3 separate regions of the Pan troglodytes genome follow, and all the other regions are linked to region 1. A link is a contact called in public Hi-C and HiChIP or PLAC-seq data. All regions are on one chromosome and are shown on one strand. The core of a region is the stretch at or near the end of the contact, and the rest is flanking DNA. Distances in the headings are between cores, read along the strand shown.

What was found. Hi-C and Micro-C count contacts between places; a contact is called where the count stands out from the background. HiChIP or PLAC-seq counts read pairs in DNA pulled down with a chosen protein or histone mark.
Region 2: a contact with region 1 is called in a Hi-C map of stem cell-derived neural progenitor cells, with 6 times the contacts expected there. The contact joins the enhancer-like site here to the promoter of CBR4 in region 1. A contact is called at or near these places in 4 of 7 Hi-C or Micro-C datasets (blood, induced pluripotent stem cells, a lymphoblastoid cell line and 1 more), 1 of 1 datasets of contacts at active chromatin or transcription factors (stem cell-derived excitatory neurons) and 1 of 1 other capture datasets (stem cell-derived neural stem cells).
Region 3: a contact with region 1 is called in an H3K4me3 HiChIP or PLAC-seq map of stem cell-derived excitatory neurons, with 17 times the contacts expected there. The contact joins the promoter of SH3RF1 here to the promoter of CBR4 in region 1. A contact is called at or near these places in 1 of 7 Hi-C or Micro-C datasets (stem cell-derived neural progenitor cells) and 1 of 1 datasets of contacts at active chromatin or transcription factors (stem cell-derived excitatory neurons).

The regions. Positions count from the first base shown.
Region 1 is chr3:170,690,129-170,693,684 of NHGRI_mPanTro3-v2.0_pri, reverse strand. It overlaps CBR4 (carbonyl reductase 4), which reads left to right and starts at 1,727. Exons shown (of 6, transcript XM_054683921.2): 1 at 1,727-2,075. The coding sequence starts at 1,934.
Region 2 is chr3:171,164,510-171,168,065 of NHGRI_mPanTro3-v2.0_pri, reverse strand. All of the region lies in intron 23 of NEK1 (NIMA related kinase 1), which reads left to right. Among named protein-coding and RNA genes, the nearest start is that of NEK1, 120 kb to the left of the region's middle. Within about 2 kb of position 1,540, at least 3 of the 24 cell types and tissues checked have an H3K27ac peak or open chromatin away from gene starts, as enhancers often do. A contact at or near this core is called in stem cell-derived neural progenitor cells, where this site is marked.
Region 3 is chr3:170,951,064-170,954,619 of NHGRI_mPanTro3-v2.0_pri, reverse strand. SH3RF1 (SH3 domain containing ring finger 1) reads left to right here and starts at 1,566. Exons shown (of 12, transcript XM_517530.8): 1 at 1,566-1,943; 2 at 3,487-3,556.

The DNA of each region.
Region 1 (3,556 bases), core at 478-2,977:
TGCTGGGATTACAGGCATGAGCCACCATGCCTGGCCTGCTAATAGTTCTTAAATGCAGCTCTTATCTTGTTACTTCTGCAGTTAAAGGCCTGTTTAATGCTTGGCACCTGACTTTAAAGCTGACTATAATATAGCACCATCCCAAATTTCCTCAGGCTTGTTTCCTCATTGTTTCAAACATATATTGTTTCAAAGACACAATTTTTATGTGTGACTGTTTGCTTATATTGTTTAACTTCCTATTGTATTTGCTTTTAATAAAGTCTAATAGATGCTATGAAAACAGCCTTACAATCTCTTTTTCTTTTCATGAAGCTCACTGTCTACTACAATGCTTAGTGTGCCATTTAGGAGGACCTATGAGGAGGGAGTTTTGCTCAGGCTTCTCTGCTGCATAACCAGGAGGCTGATTTCTTACAGAAATTACCACTTGTAATTATATTTCCTTTGTTGCTTTCGCTGGCAGGAAACTCTAAGTTTATGAATCTCTTCTTTAATACTAAATAGCTTCTTATAGCATGACTTTATTCGTATTTTTTCCACTGACCTAATTTATTGTTCTGGCCTTGTGGGAGAAGGGGCAGTGGTCCTCTTTGCCTTTCAAATTCAAATACTCATGTATTTTTGCAAACCATTTCAAATCTTTTTTTGGATCTAAATGGAATAGGAATAACAAATTTAAAATAATGCTCAACTTGCTTATTTACAGACTTTTTGCTCTAGTTTTCCTTTTTTCAAACCTCATCCAGCCCTCAAATCCAGCTTTTCCATGCACCCCTTCATTCTTCACTGATCTCCAGTTTCTCGGAGCTCTTGTGTTAATATAATTTTGCATTTTACTAAGTATGATTTTGGATACCTCCTAGTGTTTCATGTGTATTAGTCCTGTAGTTCTGGGTTGTAGTTTTTTTAGTGGTAGGGACCATGGCTCATACTTTTCTGAATCTAGTAAAATAATATTGTATCAAGAAATGCTTTCTGTTTACACTATAATTGTAACAAACATTGAGTTTTTTAGCTTATTAACTCTCAGAGCACCCAGTACATCTTATTTAGAATTGCAGGAACCCATTTTTGTTTCTCTACAGCAGTCGAAGCTTGTTTCATAGATCTTGCAAGACTATTGAATCATTCAGTTAAAATTCCTTGACCTCCTGCTGGATGATGTTCGACAGGGCATTCATCTTCACGACACCCTTCGCGATGAATGGTAACATCTGGGCGGGTAGAGGTCCATTTCTACAGCAACCTGGGGGAGGAACAGGTAGGGTAGGTTTTGGTGTGGGTGCGATTCTTGGGGACTTCTTCAACAGGTAGGACATCAAGTCTGTAGCCAAAACAACACCTGGGCGAAGGGCATATACCGGAGCCCCGACCGCTCATGCCCAGTAATGCTTTCTCTGGGTTCTAACTACGTGATCAGGTCGTCTCGGTTTGCCAGGGAAAGCCCAGCGTCTTGACAACCCTGTCAGTTCCGAACAAACCGGGTCGATTGGTCACCGGGGCTCGAATCCCGACTGATATGACCCAGCGGGGACAGATGATAACCCTCAGTGCCACAAGTACATTTCCCACCGAGCAGCGCGCCTGCGCCAGTTGCTCTCGTGCGTCAAGACTACAGGTCCCAGCAAGCATCGAGGCCCTCTCCAGGCCGTTCTTCCGCCGGCGGGGAGCTCTCGTCGGCGTATTTGTTAGGTGTGGCGCGGAAGAGTCCGTGCGTGATGACGTCGACGCGGCGACGTCGAGCTCTTCCTCCTTTTCACGGCGTCTTGCATTACTATTGTCCGGCTGCAGGAGGTGTCGAGCGGCGTTATTTTTTTTTGCGGTTTGCCTTTTTTTTTTTTTTTGGAACCGCGGTTGTTTAAAAGCCTGAGGGAACCTGGAGAGGGGCTCCCACTCCCTACCCTCTTTCCTCCGAGTTTGTGACTCCGAGATGGACAAAGTGTGTGCTGTTTTTGGAGGCTCCCGAGGCATTGGCAGGGCTGTGGCCCAGTTAATGGCCCGGAAAGGCTACCGACTGGCGGTCATTGCCAGAAACCTGGAAGGGGCCAAAGCCGCCGCCGGTGACCTCGGCGGTAGGTACTAAACTGGAGTTGTCCAGTTGTGTGGCCGCGGTCCAGGCGCCTAAAGAAAATCTCCTTTGTAAAAAGAGTGGGTCTGGCCTTTAGGGCTCTGGGATTACTCGATGCAGCCGCGTGCAGGCGCTCTCCCGTTCCAAGGGTAGAATGCGTCTCGTGCAGAAACCCGCGATCTCCCTATGCCTCGCAGAATGCCGGCCACGCAGCTTGCCGCCGAGGGCTGAACACTTGGGGTTTTCTTTGAGACCTCGTAGTCTTGTGAGGCCCCGCTATACGCACCCTCCGCCCTGCGGCTAGTGCTAACGCTGAGGAGCTTCCCTGTTGTGGGAGAGAGCCACGTAACAGTTTACTTTTAATGTAGGGAAAAGGGCGAGTTCTCGGCCCCCGGAGACAGGGCTGGGCCGAAAGGAGTTCAGGCAGGAAAGGTGGGAGTGCAGGTATCAACGGCTCCCTTCAGTTTTGCCCAAGGGCCGTGCCTTGGCCCTGCGCGAATGCACAAAGCAGTGTTTGATAGAGAAACCCTTTTGAGTACCAGCCAATTTTGAGATAGACCTGGTTTGCTTTAATGTTATTAAATTGTTTTGGTGAGTTTTGCAAATGGACAATTGAACTTTGTTCTGCCAAATTCTTTTTTATTGCATTTAAACTTAAGGGTTTTTTATTTCCGGCTTATTATTAATGGATTAGTCATTTTGTGAATATAACTCTTCATTGAGTTTAGGGAGAAATAGGACGTTAGATCCGAAGATGCTATTTGTTTAATCACCAGAATGGACAAAATTATACTTCATTTACTATCAGGGAGGCATGGGGAGAACAGAGGCCTAGGGGTGCGTCTTGTGGCTCTTACTGTTTTTGTGTATCTGTTTTTTTTTTTTTTTTTTTTTTTGAGAGGGCTTCCCATTATGTTGCCCGGGCTGTACCCCAACTCCTGATTTACTGGCTCTAGAGATCTTCTCGCCTCAGCCTCCCAAGGACCTGGGACTATAGACGCCAGGTGTGGCTGTTCATTTTTAAGTTAACATTATTGATCGGTTTGGTATCACCTGTTCAGTGCTGGTTGTGAGACTATTGGGCTCTCTAAAAGAAAAAAGATTCTGTAAGTTACAGGTCAGGGAGAGTGTCAGTGAATGCTTCTTGAAGCTCATATTCCTTGCCATTCTAACAAAGGAGGGGAAGAGTGGTGACCCTTACTGTGTCACCCCAAGCCATCAGTGTTTGCTGGACTGAATTGAAGCCATTAGTTGGGCTTTCAAAGGTGGTTGTGGACACAACAAGTCTTCGGGTGAAAACCAAGAGTAAGAGAGACACAGGATGCTTTTGGGCCCTGCATTTCTTTGGATCGTGTTCCATGAGTGATTGGTTTTCATCTAGAAAGTATAATTCCCCAGGTCGCTTACTGTTTCCAAAGGCTTGATGGGGTAGTGTTGGTGTAAGCATATTTATCAAGGTCAGACAGAAGATAAAGAATTGTTTTA
Region 2 (3,556 bases), core at 291-2,790, 470 kb before region 1:
ATACTATGCAGCCACAGAAAGGAACAAGAACATGTCCTTTGCAGGGACATTGATGGAGCTGGAAGCTGTTATCCTCAACAGACTAACACAGGAACAGAAAACCAAACACCTCATGGTATCACTTATAAGTGGGAGCCGAACGATGAGAATACATGAACACATTGGTGGGAACAACACACATTGGGGCTTTTGAGGGATGTGGAGGAAGGGAGAGCATCAGGAAGAATAGCTAACGGATGCTGGCCTTAATACCTGGGTGATGAGTTGATCTGTGCAGCAAACCACCATGGCACACATTTACCTATATAACAAGCCTGCACATTCTGCACATGTACCCTGGAACTTAAAAGTGAAGGGAAAAAAAATCACTGCCTTAACTATTGTGATTCTTTGGCAGTATATACCTAATTTTATAAAATTTTCTCTTTGACATATTTAATGATAAAAATTGTAGTACCAATTGGGATTTAGATATGGAGAACAATATGTGATGATGGGTCCTTTTTTTGGGAGGGCCAAGTAATATAGTGTTACGTTTTCAGCCATCACGTATGCTATATTGTGAATGAAGTATGTAAGGAAGATCGATTCAGTTTTTTAAAAGGGTAGCAATGTTTTAAGAATTAAAATTCAGTGAAAAATAGAATTAGGGAGATTCTGTCTTGGTTAGGTTGGATAAAATATTTTGAATGTAAATTCTTGTGTATTTCTGTTTCCATCTTTGTCTTATTTTTAGACTTTCCATGCACGCCTGTAAGGCTCCCCACAGGGTGTACACACTCATTGCTTCTGGCTACCTTGTTCTTATTCTTAGATATTCTTATAAAAGCATTATGGCAATACTAGTTAAGAAAATTTATTCAAATACAAATACTTTTATACTATTGGTTCTTCAAAGATAAGGTTTTGAGACATTAAATATGAATTTGGTAAGATTTGGCCATGATATATCTTTAGGCTGTATAAAACTGTGTGAAATTACTCTATTCAAAATATGAAATTAAGTCATTTAATACTTTCCTAGCATACATTAAATCCTTATTAATAAGTCAGCATAAAGATGAAAATATGTTTGTTATTGATCAAGAGTAGGCAGACATCAAGAGTAGGCAGACTGGTGGTTTCATGTGTTTATAAGCCTCGCCTCACTATTTGGTGAAATTTTGAGTTTCGTCATTTGGTGGCACTGCTGCTTAATTTTTCAGCACATGGCAAAATTGACACGTGAAGTAGAAACAGTTTTACAGCGGTAATTGAAAACCTTTTGTGACAATAAAAGCAATGTTGAAAAGCCTTAAATTTTTGAACCTTGTGAGAAAAATGGCTAAGAAAAAAAAAGCTTCTAAAGCATTTCTTTTAAACCTGAATTATGAAACTTTCAGGTCAATGTTTTATCTTTTTTTTTGCACATTTTTATATTTAAAACTGTGGTTAAACTTTGAAAGACTGTGCTTTGTTTGTTTTGTTTTGTTTTGAAACAGTGTCTTGCTCTGTCACTCAGGCTGGAGTGCAGTGGTGTGAACATGGCTCTCTGCAATTTCGACCTGCTGGGCTCAAGGGATCCTCCTGCCTCAGCCTGTCTATAGCTGGGACCCTTAGCACACGTCACCATACATAAGCTAATGTTCTTATTTGTTGTACAAATGGAGTCTCACTGGTCTGGCGAGACTCCATTTCTACAAGAAAAAAGAAAATTAACTGGGTCTCAAACTCCTGAGCTCAAGTGCTCCTCCTGCCTCAGCCTCCTGAGTGCTGGGATTATAGGTGTGAGCCATTGCACCCAGTGAAAAAGTATGTTTAGAGTGAAATATATATTATAGATTTAGCTGGGTGATCAATTGTGTAATAAAATTGGGTCATTCTTTGTTCCAAATTTTTATATTTTTCTCTTATATGAAACTTTATATTGTTTTCCTGGCTTAGTTAATTTTTGCGATATGTCATATTTGCTCAACTTTCCGTATAAAAGGCTTAGTGTAATGGTTTATCTTTCAATAATTTGAAGTACATTATCATCTTTTATCTCAAGATGTAGTTAATATTGAAAAGCTTTAAGGTTCTGATTATAAATAATACACCATGATATTTATACAGAAGGCCCAATTCAACTGTACTCATAAGTTACTTAAGTGTATGACATTAGCTTATAATGATGTTGCCACATCTCAGTAGTCATCCTGAACCACCCATAAATTTTCAGTAACTTAGTTGTCTTCTTAAGTGATTGTAAGAGTTAGTAATCTGTCTTTGTTCATTTATTTAGATTCCATGTCTGAATTTGTCTGTTTAGGTTCTTCTAATCTGTTGGTTTAGTTGACTCAGAGGAGAGATCCGTATGCATTTGATTATAGAACATAAGCATTTACTGAAGGCTGCTGAAGATCATTATTATAAAAGTGCCAATAAATTTGTCTCTCACAATGCTCAAATTTTAATTTCTGATCATGGTTAAGATAGGAGGTTTTTGTTTTTAGTCTGCATTCTAAAGATGAGAAACTTGCATTCTGAAACTTAATACATTTCATCAGGAACTAAAACCAGACTTGTAGTGTTTAAGCCAAATAACCTTATTTAATGGAAACCAAATAAATAACAATTGCTACTATTTATTAGGTACACAGATGTGTACTTTACGTAAATTATCTCATGCAATCCCTATAGCAGAGAGGCAAAGAGTACAGCATTTCTATTTTAGAGAAAAACTGTGAGGTTCAGAGAGGATAAAGACAATGAAAAATCACAGGACTGGTGAGTGTTTTGGGATTTGAATGTACAACTGTCCTACTTTATCTGTGTTTTATGGCCTTCCCGAACAATGAATGGCTGACCATTGGCTGCTCTGCGAAGGCTGTTCTCACTGGCGCCCCTCTTGGCTTTACAGAGTTAGTTCTTTCTATATTTTTTGTTTCATTCTTCCCCAGATCGTTTAGTACTTATCTCTTTATTTTTTTCTCTGTAACATACTGATTGATTTATGTGTTCTTTTTTCTTTTCTAATTTACAGTCCCCTCAGAGAAAATATTGTGTCTAATTCATTTTGGATATCATTATCTAGAACTGTGCTTGACGTTAATAGGTATTAATATGTATTTTAATTTATTGATAAATTAATTTTTATCAAATATTGTGGATTTGTCTTCTCACAGAAATCGTGTCAGATTGATGTATCAAAATAGCAGGCCAAACGCGGTGGCTCACGCCTGTAATCCCAGCAGTCTGGGAGGCCAAGGCAGGCAGATCACGAGGTCAGGAGTTCGAGACCAGCCTGGCCAACATGTGAAATCCCATTTCTACTAAAAATACAAAAATTTGCTGGGCATGGTGGCACACACCTGTAATCCTAGTATGTGGTAGAGAAGTGATTACTGATTTAAATAAAAATAGCAGAATGTGTTCATTCAAAGTATATTTCTTTTAAGTAATCATCTAGAGAAATAACATATTTGTTCTAAAAATACTGCTACTATTCAGAACAACTTTGGAGCTTGTTTTTATTCTCTCAGTGTATGAAACCTTATTTGAATTTATATTCTATAGTAATTAAAACAAACAAAGT
Region 3 (3,556 bases), core at 317-2,816, 260 kb before region 1:
GTGGAAAGAGAACTGGACTTGGAATCCAGAGAGCTGGGACTGAGTCTTGGTTCAACATTACCTACTGTGTGACCAGGGGAAAGTTAGCCTATTTGAGCTTCAGTTTTAATAACTGCAAATAATCCCTATCTGTTTATTGACTGTAATCTTCTGGTCAGCCTCATCTTCATCTATCTGCCCAGTTCCACATGCAGAACTAAGTAGTAACTTTCAGTTTGCAAACTGGACTAGAAATTCTCCATTCCATTCATTCCTTCCGTCGTCTTTCTCAGCTCAAATGCCCATGTATTTGCTCACTTCTAATGGAAGGGGAAGTGGGCTATTATTTTTGGTTTTCATACATTATGACTCTCAGCATATGAATCTATTTAGAACAAGGCTGAGAAAAGATGACATAGAGGGTTGCTGTGAGAATTGAACTGATGCATGAAAAATGTTCAGCACAGTGCCTGATTTACAGTGAGTGATCATTGTTAGCTGTCATAATTTTTTCAGGCTTATGTGATCCTTATGTCTTGAATGGTTCAGCCGTGGCCCTAGCTGGAGACTAGAGGATAAACTGAGACTCCTCGTCAAATCATAAACCTAGTTGGTGGCTGGGCAGAGATTTCTTGCATCATCTGTTGTAACCCTTTCTTCTTATAACCACCTAGTTTCTGCCCACCTTTGAGGAAGGGTATTTGGGATAACTTTTTGTAAATTGATGGTACATGCAAATATAGTAATGTCAACTTTAGATCAGTGACAAAATTTTAACTTGCTTCTCCACTAAATCGAGACTGAAAAACCTCAAAACCTATGGACAAGATGTTTTTCAAAACTCCACTTCGGTTTACAGGTGTGTGCTTGGGGCAACCAAAACAAAGATTACTGCGATGATGGCAGCCACCCAGGCTCAGATAAAAGAGGCGCCTCTCAGCGTGCTTTGCGGTGCCAGCCCACCTGAGGTCAGACTCAATTCTCCCCACTTAGGGCAGGGATAACAGAGCCCGCGAGCCTGGGTTGGAAGTCCGTACTACCGTTTTCCTAGTCTTGGGCTTTGGGGTCAGCGGTCCTCCAGGCTTGCTCCGGTTTGGGTCCTGGGGTGACTGACGGCTGGGTGCGGACAGGTGGCCGCGGCACTGTCCCCATCGATTCACCACGCCGCTCTCGGCCCTAAGGGGCAACACTTCGCTCCGACTCTACCAAGTAAGTGTCCGGGGTGGGCAACCAGACGCAAAGCGCAGCGGGATCGGTTCCCGCCAGGGCTGCTCCCGCCGCCTCTGCGGACCCAGCCCCTCCCGCGCCGCGACTCGCCCAGCCTGGGGAGGAAGGGTCCGTCCAGGGCGCCCAGCCCCGCCGGGGGGAGGAGGAGGCGGCGGGACCCTGTCCCGGGGCTTCTTCCTGCTTCCCCCAGCCTCCACTCCCGCCGCCTCCCCGTCCGGTGGCTCCATTTTTCAGGCGCGTTCTCCTCAGGCAGAAGGCGTCCGTCCCCGAGCCTTCCCCTCGTAGTCCCCTGGGGGCCCTGCTCCCCATCCTCTAGGCTCTTGCAGCGCCCCCTCAGGCCGCCGCCCCAATCCCGCCCCCGGGCTCCGGCGGGGTACTGGGCGCAGGTCACCTCAGCGCGGGAGGCCGGCGCGGCGGCGGGTGGCTCCAAAAGGTGCCGCGCCCGCTCCCGGGGAAGGCGCTGTGGCGCGGGGCCGCCCCCTTGCGCCCCGGGCGCCGGCTGCGGCCCGGCCTCCTCCTCCTCTTCCTCCGCCCTCCTTGGCTGGGAAAGTGGGAGGCGGCGGCGGCGGCGGCGGCGTGGTGTGTGTGCGCGCGTGAGGGGGGCAGCAGAGAGGAGTCTCCCGGTGCCGCCGCGGCGTCAGAGACACTGCGAGCGGCGAGCGCGGTGGGGCCGCATCTGCATCAGCCGCCGCAGCCGCTGCGGGGCCGCGAACAAAGAGGAGGAGCCGAGGCGCGAGGTAGGGCGCGCGGCCGGCGCGGGGTCGACGGGGACCCAGCGTCGGCGGACCCCTAGCCGCGGAGAAGGCGGTGGTCTCGACATTCCCCCATCCCCGCCCTGGGTCGGTCTCTCTCTCCCCTCGCCCTCGGGTCCCCGTGGGCCGGGAATCAGGACCTGCGGAAGCGGAGCAGCCCGCGGCCTCTGCCTTCTCCGGGCAGGAAGCTGCCAGGGCTCCGTGCCGCGGTCTCCCCGCGCGCAGCCCAGCACCCCCTGCTTCCCGGATGGCGCGGTCTCTCTGGGGACTGTCGCCTTATCTCGGCTGGGCTAGAAAGCTGCTTCCCCGTGGCACTCTGTGGGGCTGAGTTTCGCAACTTAAGCCTGCGCATTTATTTTTAAGTCCTTGAAAACTACCCGCAGTCGTGTAGAGGGATTTGTGTCCCCGGCCTGAGCTAAAGGGAGGCGGAGATGAGGGAGGCTGTAGGGTGAGATCCCCACGCCGGGACCGGCCGGGCCGCAGCCCCAGGCCGTGACCGGCTCCTGCCGGGTGCCGCCGACACCTGGCCCCGGGGTGTGTCTGCGGTGAGCGGCCGCCGCGCCTCCCTGCGGGCTTGGGAGTACCTGTGCTCGGCGCCGTGGGAGCGGGGGTGCAGCCCTGGGGCTCCCCCGCTCCGGCTTTGTCAAGAACAGCTGTTAATGCTCCCAGCCAAATCTTTTTACTCCCGTTCTCCTGGGCATTCACTTTTACATTTATTTTGGCGGTGGGGGGAGAGCGGCGCAGTAAGTGGCTTGCTTTTTCCTGAATGGCCTCATTTTCATATACCCACAGTTTCCAGTCCAACATTCCATTGTCGAATTCTTTTGGTGATAATTTTGCCAGCTTTTCTGAATGGGATTAGGACAGGCCGTTCAGAAATGTGTTTCAGAGTTTATCAACTACTGCCCTGAAAGGCGCTTTTCTGTTTTAGCTGCTTTCAAGCAAATCTGTGTCTTTTAGAATTGTCAACCTTCAGCTCTTTTTGGTTGGGCAAAATTAAACAGTTCTATTTTTAATAACAGCGAAGAAACATATGTATTTAATATTGGGATCATTTACCACGAGCGATCACATGAGGCATGGTTTCTTAAACGCTAAAGTGGCTTAAAAAAGGGAATTTAGTTGGATATAAAAGTAAATTTCAGGTAGAGGAAACTTTCAATGGCCTCTGTCAGCTTCTCCTATGAGTTGAAGACTTTATTAAGGCAGCTGATACCACTTTCAGAGCTTAAGAAATTATGTTCCTTATTGCACTTCATAAATCCTGCTGCGGGAATTATGTAATACTCTGTGCCTTGTGTTTGCCCAGTGAATCCCTAGATATCTTTAGGGGTTAATTTTGCGTTGTTTAGAAAGCCTGTTTTGTTTTCAGTTGTTGACTTTGGAGTTTAGGAACCCACATTCCAAAGCAAAGCTACACTATTCAGACAGGGAATAGTGTACTTTGGGTACTTTTTGATTCTTGGCTCCTTTATGAACTTTTCCCCTAGATAACAACACTCATGTTCTCTTTTCCCCATGACTCTAGAGCAAAGTCTGAAATGGATGTTACATGAGTCATTTTAAGGGATGCACACAACTATGAACATTTCTGAAGA